2 separate regions of the Sus scrofa genome follow, and region 1 is linked to region 2. A link is a contact called in public Hi-C data. All regions are on one chromosome and are shown on one strand. The core of a region is the stretch at or near the end of the contact, and the rest is flanking DNA. Distances in the headings are between cores, read along the strand shown.

Region 1 (4,567 bases), core at 1,550-4,049, 95 kb before region 2:
ATGATGGCACGAATGCCTGGGTAAGAAATGCAAAGACATAAGGAAGGAGGTGGCATGATGGTACGTGTTGAGTATGAGATGCTTATGAGATGGTCAGATGTGCTGCAGACAGTTGAGACTGGGGTTCAAATGAGTCCTGGCCTAAGGCACCATGTGGGAAGTAACCACATCACATTCAGAATAAGGAGAACGGGGACCAGATGGAGTCATTGTCAGAGGCTGAGACCCATCAACATTAAAGGGCTGGTGGAGGAACAGGAGCCCTCTGTAGAGGTTTAAAAATAATGGCAAGGAAGAGGAGTTCCCGTTGTGACGCAGCGGTTAATGAATTTGACTAGCATCCATGGGGATGCAGGTTCAATCCCTGGCCTTGCTCAGTGGCTAAGGATCTGGCATTGCCATGCCTGGGAACCTGCATATACTGTGAGTGTGGCCCTAAAAAGCAAAAAAAAAAAAAAAGAAAGAAAGAAAAAGAATGGCAAGGAAGACTGGTGTTGGAGAGTTTCAAGGTGGAGGGGGGACCCCGGCCCCTGGAGGGCCAGGCAGAATAAAATCTGAGTTTAGGCACTGAGTTTAGCCACCAGGAGGGCAGAAGTCACCTGGCCCTGGCCAGTGGGCACCCAGCTCCTGCAGATGGCTGGCAGCGTGGATGAAGTACAGCTGAAGCCACGGAGGGTGGGGCCTGAGAGACACGCTCGGCAGTGATGGGGGGACGGGGGGCTGGCCCCAAGCTGGCCCGAGAGAATCAATTGTCAAGCCTTCAGGAATTCTGCAAGTGGGTGTTAAACATAGCCATTTTTTAGAAGGAAGTTATATAAACCTGAAAGTTGAATAAATTATCCTAAAAACAAAGGTTATAAACACCTGAAACTCATCACTTTCTAATGACTTACATGTAACTGTTTTCTCAGCCGTCAAGGTTATTGACATCTGTTATATCTGGGTGGCAGGAATACTCTAGAACGATGTTTTGCTGTCCATCTCTTCCTGCCCCACACTCAGTGAGATCGTGGTGGGAGCCTGAGACTGGCCATGGTGGGAGTGTACAGACCAGGTGCAAATGCTTCGGTTCCGGGCTCAGGTCTTCCAGAGAGCTGGGTGTGGCATTTACTAGCTCACCACTGAAACCAGGCCAGCAGGTGCTGCTGCTCCCGCAGGGGGTGACGTTGATCCAGTCATGATCCAGTCACTGTGGTGAGGCTGGTGTGGGAGAGGGGCTGACGGCGGAGGGTTTCGGCGGGATAGTTCTTGGCATCAGGGGATGCTGGCATCACCTCTCTAGGGAGTTCTCTCCAGGTCGATGTAGGGGCCAGCCAGTGAGGAGCCAGAGGATTTGGGGATGGGGAGGTGGGGCGGGGAGTAGGTGGCAGGGATTGGGGTACCAATTACCTGGCCTGACACTCAGGGCTGGACTTCAGGGCCAGGAAAAAACCCCGGGCTGGGCAGAGACCAATGTTACCCGACCCATTACCCGAACTCTGCCGAAGTGGGGGTGGGGGCAGCAGCAGATTAGCCCATCCCCCACTCCCACATGGGAGGGGAGCTTCCGTTTTCATTGCCTCCTGCCTGCGTGAGCTGGGGCATGGGAGCCAAACTAGGAAGGGCAGGATATGGCCACCAAGCAGGGGAAGTGAGGTTTATTTATTTAAGGAAAAAAAAACCCAATTAAAATAATTCCAAAACGATGCAATCGGGGTAACTCGAATCACTGGTCACACTTGGTGTACTGGGTAGGAGGTGGGAACCGTGGGAGGTGGGTGCCTGGTCTGTAGAGAATTAACAAATCAGAGGAAAACCGACGAATTGGCCCGCTTTTTATTATCGCCGGATGTGGCAGTTCTAAACAGTGGCAGTGAAGAAATAGTCCTTTGGGGCGGACTGCTCCCGAGGGACCCTCAAACACATGTATTTTTGACAACGTTCTAGGTAATCAGTTGATTGTATGAGAAGAGCTGACGCATATTTCTTGGGTTCCTTTTCTCGGTGTTAGTTTCATAGAATCACTTATTTTCAGAGCGTTGAAGCCACTCTTGTTTTTCCATTCAGACACCAGCCTATATCAAGGGTTCCTGAGGTGCTGTCTGTTACACTTGGAGCTTATGAGCTTTCTTAAAGATGGAATATGTTCTCGGAAAGGACTTGTCGAGAGCCTTGTTTGGTATATGCAATAAAATAAGTCAGAAGGTGCTTATGAGTCACCCCTTTGCTATTATTCTAACATTTTGCCCTGCAGAGCAGAAAGGTTTTAAGCATGCAAAGGGATTTTTAAAAAGACAGAAGCATGCAGGACGTGGAAGGGTTGATCTAGAAGCAAGCGCTGTTGCATTTCACCTGTGTGACCTTACACGTATTCTGCTCAATTGCTCTGAGGCTCAGTTTCCCTGGCTGTAAAATGGGGCTAATGAGCTGCTCCCTGGGCTGGTGGAATCAGACGTAGGAAGAAGGGGCCATGCGCATTGTGAAGTTCAGGGGCTGCTTCAGTTCCTCAGGATCCAGAAAGAGGGAGCGTGGGGCCCAGCACGAGCTTCTCTGAGGAGGTCACACGAGGTTTGGATCAGCACCTTCAGTCCCCACTGCAGAGACAGTGTGCTCGGAAACGTCGGGGGGCCTCTAAGTGAGAACCAAGGCTTGGAACCTGGGAGAAGAGCCAGGTCAGGGCTGCCCCAGGCTGGGCCTCACCCCAGGAAGCAAAGTGGGAAGGAAGATCCGAGGCAGCCGTGATCCCGGGGCAGGCCAGCGCCTCTCCCCAGCTCCGAGCTGCAAGGTCCGTCCCGGAGCGGGGGAGTCAGGCCTGGGAGCTGCACCTGCCAACTGGCAGCGTCCATTCGCGCCAGAAGCCTCTTCTCTTTTCACTGGCTTGGCTGCGTTTTTGAAGAGTGAATGTTTTTCTGTAAAGGGGGGTGGTGGAAATCCTGTGAACCCCACCGAAGCTCCCAGAACAGATGGAAAAGCAAACACAGGAAGCGCTCCGGCCTTGCAGACTCTCCACGGCCGTGTAAAACATGGGCTTTCTGCCTCGCTACCTGAGAAAGGACGGAAAGTTCTCTTCAGAGGATGCTGGTGTTGACATGGTGACAATGGGCGACACACTGCCTCCTCTCCTCCTTCTTTGATGCTGAGTAGGCTCCTCTGCTGTAGGGGCGAGGGGAAGAGGGCGGAGGGAGCTGCCCTGTGCTCCCTGGCTGGACCCTCCCTGCAGGAAAGAGCTTTTCCTGAGTTCCCGTGTGGCTCAGAGGGTTAATAACCCCACCTAGTGTCCGTGAGGATGCAGGTTCGATCCCTGGCCTTGCTCAGTGGGCTAAAGGATCCAGCATTGCTGTGGCTGTGGTGCAGGCCAGCGGCTGCAGCTCCAATTTGACCCCCTAGCCCAGGAACTTCCAAAGGCTGCAGGTGTGGGCCTGAAACAACAAAAGAGAAAAGAGATTTTCCACATAGAGCTCCACTACTTCTGGGTGACATTTCAATACGAAAGGCAAAGACGGAGCACCACGAAGAAGCTCCTGCTCCCCTTCCTAACCTGCGCTTAGTAAACAGGCTAAGGCGGAGGAGGAAGCAGGACCCATGAGATGTGAACACACCAGCCTTCGAGATGGTTCTGGGATTCAGATGGTTGACCCAGGAGCGGGCCAGGTCGGGAGCAAGAATCTAGTGCATGGGCCCAGGGCAGGCCACCCCCAAATATGCCAAAATATGGCACACCGATTGTTTTGAATTAAAGTTGCTTAAGAAATGGCCAGCACAAAGGGACACTCTGACCTTCCTTTCTGTCTCCCTGAAAGCAGGAAATAAATCTCTGCTGCGAAAGGTGCCCTCTCTGTGTCTGGAGGTAGAAAGATACCCTTATCACCAGAGATAAAGAACTCGGGGCCGAGAAGCCAGTATAAACCAGCCTGTGGCTTGGTCGACTTTCTGCCACAAGCCCACACTCTGTTTAGATTCTTGACTCACCGAGCACCTAAAACCTTAAGTTTCTTTGTCCTGTCAACTCCCCACAAGTTGATGGTTCCTTTGTCTAAAAGGCGTAAGAGCCGCCTGCCTGGCTGCTTCTCAGGCCCCAAGTCTGTGAAACCTCCTCATTCGTGAGACTGTTTCCTTTCTCGTCTGTTTATCTGTCTTGGGTCAGGTTTATTATTAGTCCAGCCACAAAAGCTCAAGAGGGGCAGAGGGGGAAATTCCTCTCCCCAACACGGGTGACTCACGTTTCCTACCCGGAGAGACCCCAGGTAAGCTTCTCACCCACGTGGAACCCCGCCTCCCCATGAGTCACCCCCTCTCCCCACACCTGCCCGATCCCAGTGGCCCAACACTCGGCGCCCATTCACAGCTTACATCTCCCATGGGCCTGGCCATCTGTCTTACTGGCAATTCCTCAAAACACCGAGGTGAGGTAGTGTGAAATTGTATCCCGGACACCTTGCAGGGTGAGAAACATGAGCAAGTATCTCAAGGAATGACTAGCACATCTAGGATCACACATCTCTTGTGTGTCACACAAACCACCCAGCCGCGCTGCCTCTCATTCTCCAAATACAGTCTCTGTGCAACGTGCCAGAATCTCACCAGGCAG
Region 2 (4,629 bases), core at 227-2,726:
GTTTCCTTGTCCTTTGTGGTGTGGCCTAAGGAGACCTGTACTGCTTCCAGGATTCTCACCCTGCCTGCAGTCTGGCGCTCAGTCCCCTTCCCAGCCTCCCAGTGTAAAGGAGCCGATGCTGTTTCTTGACAGATAGAATGCACTCTGCCGTTTTTTTCTTTTTTTTTTTTTCTTTGGCTTTGATTTTTAGGGCCACACCCTCGGCATATGGAGGTTCCCAGGCTAGGGGTCCAGTCAGAGCTACAGCTGCCGGCCTACACCACAGCCACAGCAATGCCAGATCCAAGCCACATCTGCAAACTACGCCAGAGCTCACGGCAACACTGGATCCTTAACCCACTGAGCAAGGCTGGGCTTTGAACCCACGTCCTCATGGATACTCGTCGGGTTCATTGACTGCCGAGCCACGAAGGGAACTCCACTGCCATTTATTTGTTTCCAACATTTTGTTAGGAAAATTTTCAAACGAGGAAAAGGTGAAATCATTTCCCATTGAACACCATAAACCCGCCATCTAGAGTCTATACATAAGGTTTTACTTCTTTATCTTTAGTTCATCTTATTACTTTGGATGTATTTCAAAGTAAATGGTATTTTCCCCCCTAATGTTCCGTCGCTGGCTATGAATCCTTGATCCTTGTCACAAGGACTCCAGGCATCATGAAGCAGGTGTGGAGAAAGGGCACCGGCCAGCACAGGGGCCTCGCACGCTTCTGACCATATGGCAGGAGTGAGGCAAATACTTGTTAAATGATGCACTTCCTTTAGTCCCGTGTGACTAGCCCTGTAGGCAGACTTCACTTTGCCTCCTAGGACAAACCGCTGCTTTCATTATTTATTTATTATTATGACAAACTGTATGTTTCCTAGGCAGCTGTGATCTCCAATTTTTAAGAAGGACTTCCTTCTATAAGGTAGGCCACAAGGTGTTCCCGTTGTGGCTCAGTGGAAATGAATCTAACATCCATGAGGACTCAGGTTCGATCCCTGGCTTCGCTCCGTGGGTTGAGGATCCGGTGTTGCCGTTGCCGTGAGCTGTGGTGTAGGTCGCGGATGCGGCTTGGACCTGGTGTTGCTGTGGCTGTGGTGTAGGCCAGAGGCCACAGCCATAATTCTACCCCTAGCGTGGGAACGTCCATATGCCGCAGATGAGGCCATAAAAAGCAAAGCAAAAAAAAAAGAGGAGGAGGAGTGCGTTCAGTAGCAAGGGGTTAATCTCAGGACTCTGCATCTTAGGTGTGCGCACGTCCGAGTGTCTGTAGGGAGGGCCCTCCGCCCCGAGTGAGGGTTTCCAGGGTGGACAACGGAATCACCACTTCGCCCCGCTGCAGGGAAGGCCGGCTTTCCCCTCTCGGTGACATGGGTGTATTTTGAACACCCTGGGGGCCGATCCCCGCGTGCAGTGTGGGCAGCCGCGCACGCACGCCTTCCCGAGAGCCCCAGGAGGGCTCATGAATCATTTTGGTGACATGTCTTCCTTTGTTCCAAAACAACCACAGGCCCTGTCATGAGTGTCGTTCACACCGGCACGTTGCAGAGTGAATGGCGGTGGTGGTTTTCATACTGTTAACTTTACACTTACAACTTCCTTTTTTTTCCCTCTCTATTCCCAATAGGCTCGGGTCATGTACGATTTTGCTGCTGAGCCTGGAAATAATGAACTGACAGTCAGTGAAGGAGAGATCATCACAATTACAAATCCAGTAAGAAAACGTTACCTGTAAATCTGGCCCTTAAGGACTTCTTTTTAAGATTTTGTTTTTGGGGTTAATCGTTCAAACCCACACGAATTTTTTTCCTGTTGTGTCTGCATTGTTGATGGTGGGATAATCATCTGTTATATAAACATTGAGAACAATTAAGACCTCCTTAAAAATAGCTGGCTGGGGTTCCATGAGGCAGAACTGGAGCCGCAGCCCCGGTAGATCCCAGCCGGACGCGGGCGTAGAGGTTGGAAAGTGATCAGCAGCCTCAGCTCCGTTTTCTGACGGCCTGGGGTCGGTGTTTGGCCCAGTACAGTGCACACATATGCTCTTTGATCTCTGTCTCTTCTTGAACGCTGTGAGGTTGGTGCTTTTCATCTCTTTTTACTGATGAGGGTGGCGCTCATAAGTGGCAAAACAGGGATTGGAAACCACATCTCTTGGCCTTTAAGCCCTGCTTTTTCTTCTTTGCTGGGGACGCTCTTGTAAACAAGTGTCCCTGGAGTGTGGTATATATACACAGTAGGAGACGGGCTAAGAAAACAGGCTCTGAGAGGCAGACAAGCAGGCCCCATGGGCCAGGCGACAGCTCTAGACTTGGGTTTCATCTGGGAGGTAGTGGATTCACTGCGTGGTGTCATTGTTGATAATGTAGGGAGGTGACGTGATGAAACCTGCACTTCAAGGAAGTGAATGGGTTGGTGCGGCTGGAGTCTAGGATCTTGACTGGGTGGTGGCAACGGGAGTAGAAAGAAGAGAGACGCAGGAGGCCGTACAGAGTTGGATGGGGCAGCCAGGGGAAGACGGGGGACTCGGTGCCCAGTTCGATACTCTTGGTGAGAAAGGATCCCTGAGGTTTCTGGCCTTTGTACCTGAGGAAACGATGGATTTATTAAAGCATGAAAGTCAGGAAGAAGCGCTTCTTCGGAAAGATTAAATGAGCTTATTTTTTTCAGTGTTGAATTTAGAGACTAGTAAGTAGTCACCCCTACCCTAGAGCTTTGCATGAGGTTAGAAATAGAAAGGCAGAGCTAGAAATGAGGACTGGAGACAGGCCGGCCCTCTGGACGCATTCGGGAGGAAGCATGTGAAGAAAGGTGCCAGGAGCCTCCGAGGAGGGAGGAGGGGCTGCACCTGCCCCACCGGCTGGGGCCGAGGACGGCACAGAGCCGGGGAAGGAGAGCGGGGAGTGACCGAGAAGACGGCCATTTCTCAGTCGTGATAGTATTTTTTTATACCTATTGTTTTTTTAAAGAATTACTAGTTAGAAAATATATTGGTAGTTTTAGGTAATATACCAGATAATATACCAGATTATATAAGTAAATAGCTTCTATTTTTAATCACAGACGAGATTAAAGATTCTTTTATCTCCCATTGAATTTTGTTTTAAATGAAGTATTCTTCATTTCTTGATAAAGCATTTTTTAAGTTGCTGTTGTGGTCAAAAATTGACAAGGTTGTGGCTTAAGGGACTTTTAGAAAGACTGTCATCTAGATTTGGGTAGTTATTGACTAGGGTACGGTTTATGAATTTAAGACAATGCTTACTATTTTAAGGGGAGAAGTAGGACTTTGCTAAGGTTATACTGAAAAACAGGAATCTTGGTATGGAGTATTTGGTTCTTTAGTTTATTGCTATGACTTACCCGGAAGAGCTACAAAAGCATGGACCAGTTGTTTTTCCTCAATACCAGGCAATCCCAAAGCTTAGTAGCTTGAACAAATACTTGATTGTCATTGCTTTGGGAATCTCAGGTCAGCCAGATGGCTCTCCTGATGGGCCCGTCACCAGTGTGAGGCTGGGGCAGGGCCCTCCAGTGTGGCCTCGTGTTGGCGGTTCTCCTGCTGGCTGTGGGCTGCCTTGGAAGGGGCAGTGGAGAGATTAGGCCTTGTCCAAATTTATCCTCATAGCAGCTCTTTTGGAAAAAAGAGCAAGGAGAAGTGTACCAAAAAGCCTCTTGAGGAAAGGCCCTGAACTCACCCCATGTTACCTCTACCTCCTTCTTTTTTTTTTTCCCCCTTTTTTCTTTAGGGCAATACCTGTGGCATATGGAGGTTCCCACGCCAGGGGTCAAATCAGAGCTACAGCTGCCGGCCTACACCACAGCCACAGCAATGCAGGATCCAAGCCACATTCTCAACCTGCACCACAGCTCATGGCAATGCCGGATCGGTTGTTAACCCACAGAGTGAGGCCGGGGATTGGACCCACGTCCTCATAGATTCTAGTCGGGTTCATTACCACTGAGCCACAACGAGAACTCCTCTACCGCGTTCTGTTGGCCAAAGGTCAGTGCAGACTCTAGAAAGGGGGGTGTGCTTTTTACCTCTTGACAGTCGGAGCTGCAAACCATTTTTTAATCTACCACAGACCAGCAAATAGAAAAGAATTATAAAATCATGCCATTCTATTAATATCCTGTTTTTCAATCTTTGATCAATTATTGTTGAAGTTTGCTTTTTCTTGTTTTTAGATTACATCATTTTCTGGTGCAAAGAAGGCTTAAGAATTTAAAATTTTGAACAGTATTAGCTCTCTGGGAATGAAGGTTAATGTTCATTTTTTATGTGTAACAATCCCCAAAGAAAAGTTTCTGCAGAAAATTCCAACTGTAATCTTTTTCTTTTTTCTCTTTTACTTTCCTGAGGACGTTGGTGGAGGATGGCTGGAAGGAAGAAACAGCAAAGGAGAACGAGGGCTCGTTCCCACAGACTATGTTGAGGTGCGAACTTAATGTCATTTACTAATTAAACCTGGTCTTTGTAAAACGTATTTTCGTAAATTATCAATTTAAAGGACAAGATTGGAAAATAACTTTATTTTTAATTAAAAAATAATTCATTGTAAAAGTAATACATGCTGGAGTTCCCGTTGTAGCTCAGTGAGTTAAGGACCCGACATTGTCTCTGTAAGGACGCAGGT

The links. A called contact is a pair of places that touch in the nucleus more often than the background predicts.
Region 1: a Hi-C map of retroperitoneal adipose tissue shows a contact between it and region 2, with 3 times the contacts expected there. The contact joins two enhancer-like sites. A contact is called at or near these places in 2 of 5 promoter capture datasets (fetal liver and liver), 34 of 47 Hi-C or Micro-C datasets (adipose tissue, alveolar macrophages, blood and 16 more) and 2 of 2 datasets of contacts at active chromatin or transcription factors (alveolar macrophages and skeletal muscle).

Annotation. Positions count from the first base shown.
Region 1 is chr1:9,288,428-9,292,994 of Sscrofa11.1, reverse strand. All of the region lies in intron 4 of LOC106506439 (a long non-coding RNA gene), which reads left to right. Among named protein-coding and RNA genes, the nearest start is that of SNX9, 52 kb to the right of the region's middle. Within about 2 kb of position 2,799, at least 18 of the 83 cell types and tissues checked have an H3K27ac peak or open chromatin away from gene starts, as enhancers often do. A contact at or near this core is called in retroperitoneal adipose tissue, where this site is marked.
Region 2 is chr1:9,192,413-9,197,041 of Sscrofa11.1, reverse strand. SNX9 (sorting nexin-9) reads left to right here. Exons shown (of 18, transcript XM_003353171.4): 2 at 1,617-1,703; 3 at 4,355-4,429. It also overlaps the pseudogene LOC102162833. Among named protein-coding and RNA genes, the nearest start is that of SNX9, 44 kb to the left of the region's middle. Within about 2 kb of position 1,476, at least 8 of the 83 cell types and tissues checked have an H3K27ac peak or open chromatin away from gene starts, as enhancers often do. A contact at or near this core is called in retroperitoneal adipose tissue, where this site is marked.